Linked DNA regions of Gossypium hirsutum: region 1 is linked to region 2. Evidence: chromatin contacts called from public Hi-C data. All regions are on one chromosome and are shown on one strand. Each heading gives the region's core, a stretch centred on a gene start, on an enhancer-like site or on the middle of the called end of the contact. The rest is flanking DNA. Distances are from core to core; before and after follow the strand shown.

Region 1 (4,669 bases), core at 1,211-3,710, 190 kb before region 2:
ACTCAACAACAGCTCTTAATGGTAGCCATCAGCACTTGATGACAGCAAAAGTAACAGCGGAAACCCCCTACACAACCTGGATTCTATCCAATTTTTGGGCAGGCTTGAGAGTACACTTGCAGTGCACAAGGTAGAAAGGGTATGATAATGCAGTTATAGAGCATCTTTAAATCAAAGAGCCATCCATTGAAAAAATAAATAAAAAGCTTTTAAAAAAGTGCAGACATCACTAAAACCCATTCACAGGAAAAAATTGAATGTATTACCCCTTTCTTGTAGGACTGTCCCATATAATCAATACCATTCAACCAGTGGCTATGAAAACCAACCGCAACCATTTCAGCACGAGAATAAAACCGATGACCAACATCAATGCCTGCCATACATTAAATACTTCTTAGAGGATAATTTCTTAAACTCATGAAACAAGATCTGGAATGCCCATTAGAGCACACGTTAGCCAACTAACACCAGCATGAAACAACACAACTGGGATAAGCTCTCACAACCAACCTGGAATGCTACCTATCCTTTTCTCAGGATAAAGCACCTCATTTCTCTCCATCATCTGCAAATGTTTTAATTTTGAGAAAATATTAGGGCATGTAACATCAAAATCAGTATTAATTTAACACCATAATACCATACTTAAAGAAAAAGAAATATAAGAATAAGAATAAGAATAAGAAATGGAATCGAGAATGTTTTACAGAGTTACCATAAATTCATAATCATCAGAACAGTTCAACATAGTTCACCCAAACAGCCAATAAATACATATTGATATTTCAAGGGAGAAAAATATAAAAAGAATTATTAATATGTTATTCTTATAAGGAGCTATGACAGCTTTTCATCAAATGAAGCATAGCATATGACCCCATCTCACCAATATGATTTGAATCAACAAACTAGAGGAGAAAAGATGAAAGTGGGTAGTTTATAAATTTACCCTTGAACAACTGAAAATGAAAGCTATGATGAATTCTTAAACAGAATAACCAAATAGACAAAAAGCACAAGTCTGAGACACTGAAAAGAACATGCGGCACATTTTCATTCACTTGCCTTCGATATTGCCTTTAAGTCAGGTCGCTTAGCTTTGGCCTTAACATCAGCCTCAGAAACACTTCCTCTCTGCAAATAGTTTGTACATTAACAATGAAATTAAGAAGTACATTGCATGACTGAAAGAGAAAAAAAGAATCCATGTTTCACCATTGTCACAGGTAGAAGAGGCAACAACGTCAGAAAAGTTATCACAAAGATACACAAACGTAAAGCTTGAGTATCATGAGCCGTACAACTGAAAACAAAGACAAGAATAACTTACATTGGCCTTCTTCTTGGCCTTGAGGGCTTTCTTGTCAACTTTAGCTGCTCCGCACCTCTTTTCCTCTTCCTATGAAGAACTAGAAAAGATTGTATAAGAATAAAATCTGCTTAACCGATCTCAAATGATGAACAGGATGCAGTGCAAAACATTATATAACGAAACCAGAGTAGTGAAGTTTCAACTGACATGAAGACCGAAAAATCAGTAGAAATAGAGACAGACCTGAACAAAGTGAAGATAGTGCTTGTTGAACAGCCTTATAGTCTCCTTGACCTTCATATGTGCACTTTTCTCGGCAACATTGGGAGCATTGGTACCGTCAAGCCCCTCTGCAATTTTGGCCGCTCGTTCCACCATTTTCGCCACTTTCTTGTTGATTTTAGGGTCAGCAGGGAGTGATGAAATCTCAGGAAGCTGTTGGATCACGGTTTGAGCAGGTTGTAGCTTTGGCTTTAGCTTTTCAGCATCCACATTAACTTTTTTGGTGCTACGTCCAACATCTTCATTCAGAAGCTCCAGTTTCCGCTTTGCCAAAAGCTCCATCTCAGCTTTCTGTTTGGCGGCTTGTAATCTGGCACTGGCTCTCCGTTGTCCGGCGACGTTGTCCGTGACAGCCGAACCATTCTCTTTTACCAGAATCTGGACCCTTTTGGTTCCGTTATTAGGCGTAGGGACAGAACTCTGGAGCGAATGCGGCGATTGAACCACCATATCGAAAATCTAAAACGGAAGAATGCGATGCTATGATGAAATGAAAGAAGGAATGTAGAAGAGAAGAGAGAGGGGAAAGTTAGGGTTAGAAGAGGAAAAGGCTAAGAAACAAAGATTTGACAGTAAGGAGCGAGGATGGATGGATGGATGGATGGATGAGGGAAAGCACAAACTCACAGCGCCACAGCCACAGCCACAGCACAGCAGGGAATCCTTAACTCATTGGATGACTAAATTCGAAATTAAAAATTAAAGAGAGACAGTGAGAGACAGAGGAGGGAAGATGCAGGTTTTTATTTTTTTTAACTTTTACATACATTTTTGCTATGTAATAGGAAAACAAGAAAATATAAAAGTTTGTGGGGATACACTACATGCATATTGTACATTTTCCTACAACTACGCTGGGTGTCTCTCAGGTATTCCGATTTGTAAGGTTTAATAGATTTAATTTTTTTCAAACTTTTTTCTATAAAAAAAGACATATTTTTCTCAAATTTAATCTTCTACATCTTTTCTATTATGGAAATGAAAATTCAACAAGTATGGAAACATATGAAAAATAAATACATTTATCTCAATTTTAATTTGCATTTTTTGTTGAAAAAATATGGTCTAGGAAACGGTTTTCTATAATGAAAAATTAAAATTTTGAAAATCGAGTCAGCTTGTAATATTTAAAGTAATAATTTTTTCCCGAAAAGTATTTTTCCTTTGTGCGAGACAAATCCTAGACATTCCTAACTTCCAACCGAATGATTTTTTCCGTTATTCTCATAATACGAATTGCTTCTAGTGTGAGCTTGAACAATCACGAATAAAAATAAAACTAGAAATGATTTATTACTTTCTGTAGGAAAGTAATTCTCTCTCAATAGAAACCGGTAAAATTGTAATTCCAAAAAATAAAATTTATTCTTCAAAAAATAAATTCACACTACTTTTTGGTAAAATACAATATATGAATCTTATGTAAATAGCTCTAATAGTGTGATCTAATTATGGAGAGTGATAGAAGAATCTTAGTTGAATTGGTAAAACACAAATAATATTTATTTAATAGAAAACAATATTCTACTATATAGAATGAGGTGGGTGGCACACCCTTGTTAAACTACTAGGATTGTCACCTATCTCATCTTATATTTGGTTTAATTATATGTGTTTTCTAAAATTTTAACCCCAACACTTTATAATTTAATCTCACTCAATATATTATTTTTTCAAAATAAATATTATTTATTTAATTAGATAAAATAAATTTTCAATTACATAATTTTTTCAACTCAATTCTAATGTCATTAAAGTCATGACAACTTTACTGTAAAAGAATCTGTAAGGAAATATATTTAATTTTCATATACAACGAATTCACAATGACTATTTAATTTAATTTAGTTTTAGAATTTCAATTATTTAATTAACTAAATAACAATTCAAAAACTTTAAATTAATTCTCAAGTCATTTCTATACTCAGTGAAAAAACAAATTCATTTCTCCACTTTCATCATTTCCATCAATTTATATTCATTTGGTTCTACATGGAATTCATTTCTTGTTTCAAAGAGCTAGTGTAAGGGGCTAGAACTTTAGTCTGGCAAATCGTGCTATAACATCCCCTAACCCAAACTGTCACCGGAACAAGGTTACGAGGATTACCGGACATATCAAACAAGTTACAAATAATTCTTAAATAAATAACGAACATATATAAAAGAATCATAAATTCATATAAATTTATGCTAATTGGCTTCTTTTTTATTTTAAAAATTTCGACAGTATTTTTGCTTATTTTTACTTAAAACCCCCTGCAAACTTAAAACCAAAAACAACCCAATACCAATATTTCAATCAATAATTTTATACTTTAAAACGCTACTAATCATACTTAATAAATTGATTCACTATTTTATTTATCATTCAAAAGAATATAACTATTTACCCACAACCAAGATCATTTAGCATATATATATTTATATATATACAACTCGTGTTCAATCACCTAGTACATGCCACTTAAGCAAAAGGAAGAAATACATCACCAAAATTTTCTTGATGGAGTCGGGATCTTTCTGGATGCTGAACTGGACCTTGAACCCTAATGACCTGCGCACGGGAAACAACCGTATACTGAATATTTCATACTCAGTGGTATTACTATAATTTAAATTATTTAAATAAAATAACAAATGAACATGTCAAATTATATAACAATTAATTCATAAATAAACTAATTTATTCTTAACTTTCATTTCTCAACTATAACAACTCAATTTGGCTATTCATCAATTTAATATCATATAACATTTCATTTGAACAAAAATCTCTTCATGAATCTTTGATTCATTCTTTTCATTCTCATTTCTCAATTTCAATTCACTTTTCATTTCATGAATAAAGTCGATCATTTTCATTCGATTTTTTCTATTCCATTTATTTGCCCCTATTAACAAGACTCGGACTTTGGCAGATACACAGATCCAACCAAACACACCAGAATGGTACTCAGTGCCTCATCGGATAGTTCGAAGCAAAGTTGACACCCAGTGTCTCATCGGCCAAGCCGAAGTAAGTTGGTACCCAGTATCTCATCAAATCTATCCGAAGAAATATAGTGACAC
Region 2 (4,970 bases), core at 1,167-3,666:
AAATAAAAAAAGCGTTCATAACAAAAAGGTTCTCCTTCAATATTTATCAAAAACATATATATCTTTCAACAATGTAAATCTCCAAAAACAAAAGTTAGTAGCGATTTTTTGGTGAGAAAGTTGAAGATTGTTGTGGGTAAAACTCGGGTTCGGGCTGGGCCCAGAAAACTTTTTTGACCCGGCCATAAATATGGGCCTGAAATTTTATCCAAATTCAGCCCGAGAAAAATTCCTAAGCCCGAGCTCGGCCCATTTTTTAATAAACACCAAAAATTTATTTTTAAAATAAAAAAATAAAAAAGTGTTTTAAAAATATTTTAAAATAAAAAAAATAAAAAAAAAATATTTATTATATTTGGGCCAGGTCGGGCCCGGGTTAAAAAAGTGGTGCCCGAGGCCCGGCCCGTTTTCTAAAGGGGCCTCATTTTTTGCCTAAACCCATATTTCGGGCCTATATTTTTATCCGAACCCTCTCATATTTCGGGCGGGCCGTCGGGCGGGGCGATGAACACCTCTAGTTTCTTCCCATGCACAGATTATCAAATATTTTAGTTAGAAATAAAGATTGATAATATTAAGTTTTTGAAAAGTATTTAATTTTGTATAGAAATTTAAAAAATATTTTTTAAAACTATTTTTAATTATTGAAAAAACATTTAATGTATTATTAATTTTAAAAAACTATTTTAGAATTATGTTTTAGGGAAAAAAATTAAGAAAACAATTTAAACCTGATTTTGAAAAAAAAATTAAAATTGTTTATTAAAAGTAATTACGTAAAATAAAAAAATAAATTGATTTTATAAAACATGTTTATAGAAAAAGAAATTAAAATAATTAAAAATAAAAATAAAGAAAGAAAGAAAGCGTTTTTAATTTGAGTTTGTAAAATAATGAATGGCGGGTTATACCTTATTTTAATATTAATATTAAAAGTGATTATGCGTCAAAGATTGAAAATGAAAATATAAAAAATTATAAATAATCTTAATTATAAAAAAATATAAATGGTTTAATTATAAAAAACCTTAATGTGAAAATATTTTTAAAAAATAACATTAAGCATTGATATTGAGTTTTAAAGGGAAAACATAAAAAATATTAAGAGCTTAAAAGTTATAAATAAGTGAAAATATTAAAAACTTATCTCATTATAAGACATTATCCGTAATACAAAAGTGAAAAAAGAAACCCATAGGGTTACTATATATTATGAGTAATTGTGGGTAATAATAATCAAAGTTGTCACTTGTCTAAATTATGACTATAGCATAGCCGAAAGAGCAGTCGAGTTACAAAGTTGGTATGGATAGTAGTGCAAATACATGCTTCCTTCATATCTCATTACCTGAATCATCGCTCTGCTCTCCACGCAGCAGTCGGTCGGCTGCACCCTGTGAATCACAGTCACCTTCAATCTGATACTTCTTGTGTTGGGTGCCATCATCATCTGTCTTCATGAAATGGAAACCCATTATATACCTGTATTCCCCAGTTCCAAGGCATCGAGAGCAGTAGCTAAGGCCACTGCCACCACAACTCCTGCACCTGCACCAGTAGTAATCACAACACAAGTTCACCTTTGCCTACCACCACTCCGTATGCAGCTTATATATTAACATGTATATTGATACCTCACCATTTTGGCCATTCTCCCTTGGGAAGCATCTCTAGATGAACTTGGTTTGTCCTTCCTACAAGTTTTTAGCAGAAATAGGGAATGCATCATATGATATCACAAAAGAGATGCATATAAATATGGTGGTCGAAGTAATAGAGCTAAAAGAGCATAGAAAGCAGTCAATTAAAAAGGCGAACAAGGATTCTTATTATTATTATTATTACATAAAAGGAGAGAGAAAGACCTCTTCCATAACAATAATGACAATCAACTCTGCCGCTCCCCTTGCAGACAACGCACGGTGGATCAGGCTTCCTCATCCTCTTTCGCCCAGCATTTGACTGCAATTATATATCAACATTATTTTCAGAAACTCAGCAATTGATTAGGTGTATTAATTTCAGCATCATAAACAATAGAATCTAACCATGGACATGATTACAAAGAATATCAGCAGAAACGTTAACCTAAAATTAAAACAAACATAGCAACAAGAACAATACTTGATAAAAACATCAAAAGGTCAGTCTACGAGAAATAGGAAATTTGACAGTGAATTAAAACTTAGATAAAAAAAAAGTTTGACCTCAGTTCTGACAACCCAAGTGGGTTTAGGGAGTACGAGAGGAAGAGCACCGTTGGATTTCCGACGCTCCGATTGGAGGGCTATGAGCAGGCTCGCTGTTGACGCCACTGCCATCGATATTCAAGTCAGATTATTTTTCCCCTTACTTGAACTGAGTTTTAAATCCTTTTAGCTTTTATTTATAGGTCAAATTTTAAAAAAGCCCCTGTACTATACATTTTTGTTAGATTTACTCCCTTAATTATAATTTGACTACTCTTTGAAATGTGTATGTTGAGTGTTTTAAGATACGTTTTCCCATTAATTCTGTCAACTGACGTGTCGTATATGTTTTTGCACACTTCAAAAAAGGAAGAGAAAATGTATAATGGTGATTCTTTGACAATCTCACTTCAGTTTTAAATTAAAAATACAAATTTTTAAAGGTGAATGTACACTAAACTAAATCTATGAAAATGTTTTAAGAAAAAAGATAAAAATGGTAATTGTTGAACATCAATTCACCATTCTTTTTCATCCTCAATGTAAAATTTATATGATTATTTCCAACAATACACACGACCTTGTATCAATCTTCTTTGCAAGCACTTTTTAGTAATTAATTTCATTTATTACATATTTACCACCTCTTGAACCAAATTAACCATTTTTTTAACCTAAGACTTCAAAGTCTCATCCTTGCTAGTGAGCCGAAACCATCTAAATCATTTTTGAATGAATTCATATCCTCTTGAGTATTAGTGCAAAAAGAGAAGGGAAAAGCCATGCTTTCATATTTATATTTTAAAAGATAAAAATAATAATTGAATTTATAAAAATAAACTAATGAACAAAATGCCTGGTTTTGCAAATGCAAGAGGGCAAAAATCTTAACTATCTGATCTGCGACCAAGAGCATCTCTGAAGCGCCCAAGTTTGGTGGTTGAAATCATCGTTGGACAAACTCAAAATACCAGATTGCTCATCAATTTTGTCAATAAGAAGCTTAAGCATTGGAACCTTTGACAGGGTTCCCCATGACCCCACCATTATCAACTTCTTCTGTACAATCAACAATCCATCATAAACCATACTATTTTATTTTAGAGACTAAATGTTTGCTTTGCAACTAAGATGAATTTTTAACAACTATAATACCTTGGGTCGTGTAAGAGCAACATTAATCCTATGCCAATCTGCAAGCAGTGAAGCACTGCAGCTTCTAGGATTCTCATTGGACCTAACAAAGGATACTAATATGCAGTCCTTGTCTCTCCCCTGGACAATAATGGTAATTGAAACACACATGCTCATTAATATGAAGAATTAATAATAGCACCCAAGACACAACAAGACAAGATAATAAAGGCTTGCTAAACTTCAGCCCAACCTGGTATCTGTCAATAGTATGCGTCTCCACGGATGCTTTGCAAGCATGTCTGATGAAACTTGCCTGTGAGTTATAAGGTGTAATGATGCCAATATCTTTGCCTTCAATTCCATTGTTGACTAATCCATCTGTTATCTACATGAAACGAGTAAATGTCATGCCATCCCATGCATCAAGTTGCATTCTGGTCGGTCACATTAACAACAAAAGAATAATTTCCGGGCAAATATTTTAGTCAAATTTGGATCCTACCTCTGCAATTATATAAGCTTCCATTGGATTATTCACAGTTTTCTGGTCTCTAGCCTCTAAAGCAGGCAACATATCTAAACATGGAAAACACTCTGGTAAGGGTTCAGACATACAAGTATTCAACAGATCCCAAGTAAAATTAAATAACTATCAAACCTGTATTAACAAAAATGACTGGCTTGCTTGGATTTAGAACCTGCATCCATAAGGAAATGTAAGAGGAAAATGCTATTTTTAAGTAGCACAAAAATGTTGAATTTTGATGATAACAGCAATCTTAGCACAAACCACATAGGATTCAAAAAAATAAAAACAAATACAGGTTATAAACAAGGAAATTAGAAACCACTCTTACAATTTTTAGCCATGATGAACAAGCGATTGGTTTTGTGAACTTGAGTTTTGCATTAGCTATTTCAGGAGAACCACAATGCAATCGATCACCGTATATCAAGGCATTTGACAGTTCCATAATACTTTGACACATTCGGTACTATAGGAAAAAGAATTAATAAATTCAGACAATAATAAAATATCAAAGAATTGAGATACAAAATTTTAATTATCTCAAGGGGTAACCTGGCTTTGCAATGGTGCAATTGCATGTGAATGTGCTTCTGATAGCCTACAGAACAAACTTATTCCCATTCCTTTTTCTCGAGCCTCTGTACTCTGGAAATCAATAGGCATTACACTGTGAAAGAGCTTCAAATTTTCTCCAGTAAGTTAAATAGCTAGAGCTGACGATAAATATATACATACCTGAATCAAGGGAGGCAGTTGATAGTGATCTCCAACAAGGACAAATGTAGATGAAAACATCAAGGGTCCTAGTGACACCTGATATGACATGATCTTTCATCAACTGACAGTTAAGTCCAGAAAACATTTGACTTTCCGCTTTTTAAATACAAACAGTAGCACCTCTTATCCCTGGAAACTAAAAGTAGTCTATAGAATATACTGAACAACATGATAGCATCCTCATATAATAAAAAATGAAATTGTGCCGAGCATGTTTTTTCTTTTCGGGACAACAAAACTCAAAATATAGATTCTTCATCATGCAACTTTAGCATCCTCTTAGCCTTTTCTCCCTACTTTCTTTTCCAGTTTTACCCTCATTTTTTCCCCATAAATAA

What was found. Hi-C and Micro-C count contacts between places; a contact is called where the count stands out from the background.
Region 1: a contact with region 2 is called in a Hi-C map of leaf, with 1.7 times the contacts expected there. The contact joins the promoter of LOC107948568 here to the promoter of LOC107948613 in region 2. A contact is called at or near these places in 2 of 34 Hi-C or Micro-C datasets (leaf and seedling).

The regions. Positions count from the first base shown.
Region 1 is chrD04:14,999,576-15,004,244 of Gossypium_hirsutum_v2.1, reverse strand. It overlaps LOC107948568 (histone-lysine N-methyltransferase, H3 lysine-9 specific SUVH4), which reads right to left and starts at 2,460. Exons shown (of 15, transcript XM_016883168.2): 1 at 1,559-2,460; 2 at 1,334-1,402; 3 at 1,069-1,137; 4 at 514-568; 5 at 267-376. The coding sequence starts at 2,047.
Region 2 is chrD04:14,809,215-14,814,184 of Gossypium_hirsutum_v2.1, reverse strand. LOC107948613 reads right to left here and starts at 2,416. Exons shown (of 4, transcript XM_016883233.2): 1 at 2,208-2,416; 2 at 1,866-1,962; 3 at 1,640-1,694; 4 at 1,180-1,548. The coding sequence starts at 2,321. The coding sequence ends at 1,335. It overlaps LOC107948602 (DNA replication ATP-dependent helicase/nuclease JHS1), which reads right to left. Exons shown (of 34, transcript XM_041092029.1): 27 at 4,591-4,668; 28 at 4,408-4,500; 29 at 4,184-4,321; 30 at 3,985-4,024; 31 at 3,829-3,902; 32 at 3,577-3,711; 33 at 3,345-3,464; 34 at 2,912-3,248. The coding sequence ends at 3,081.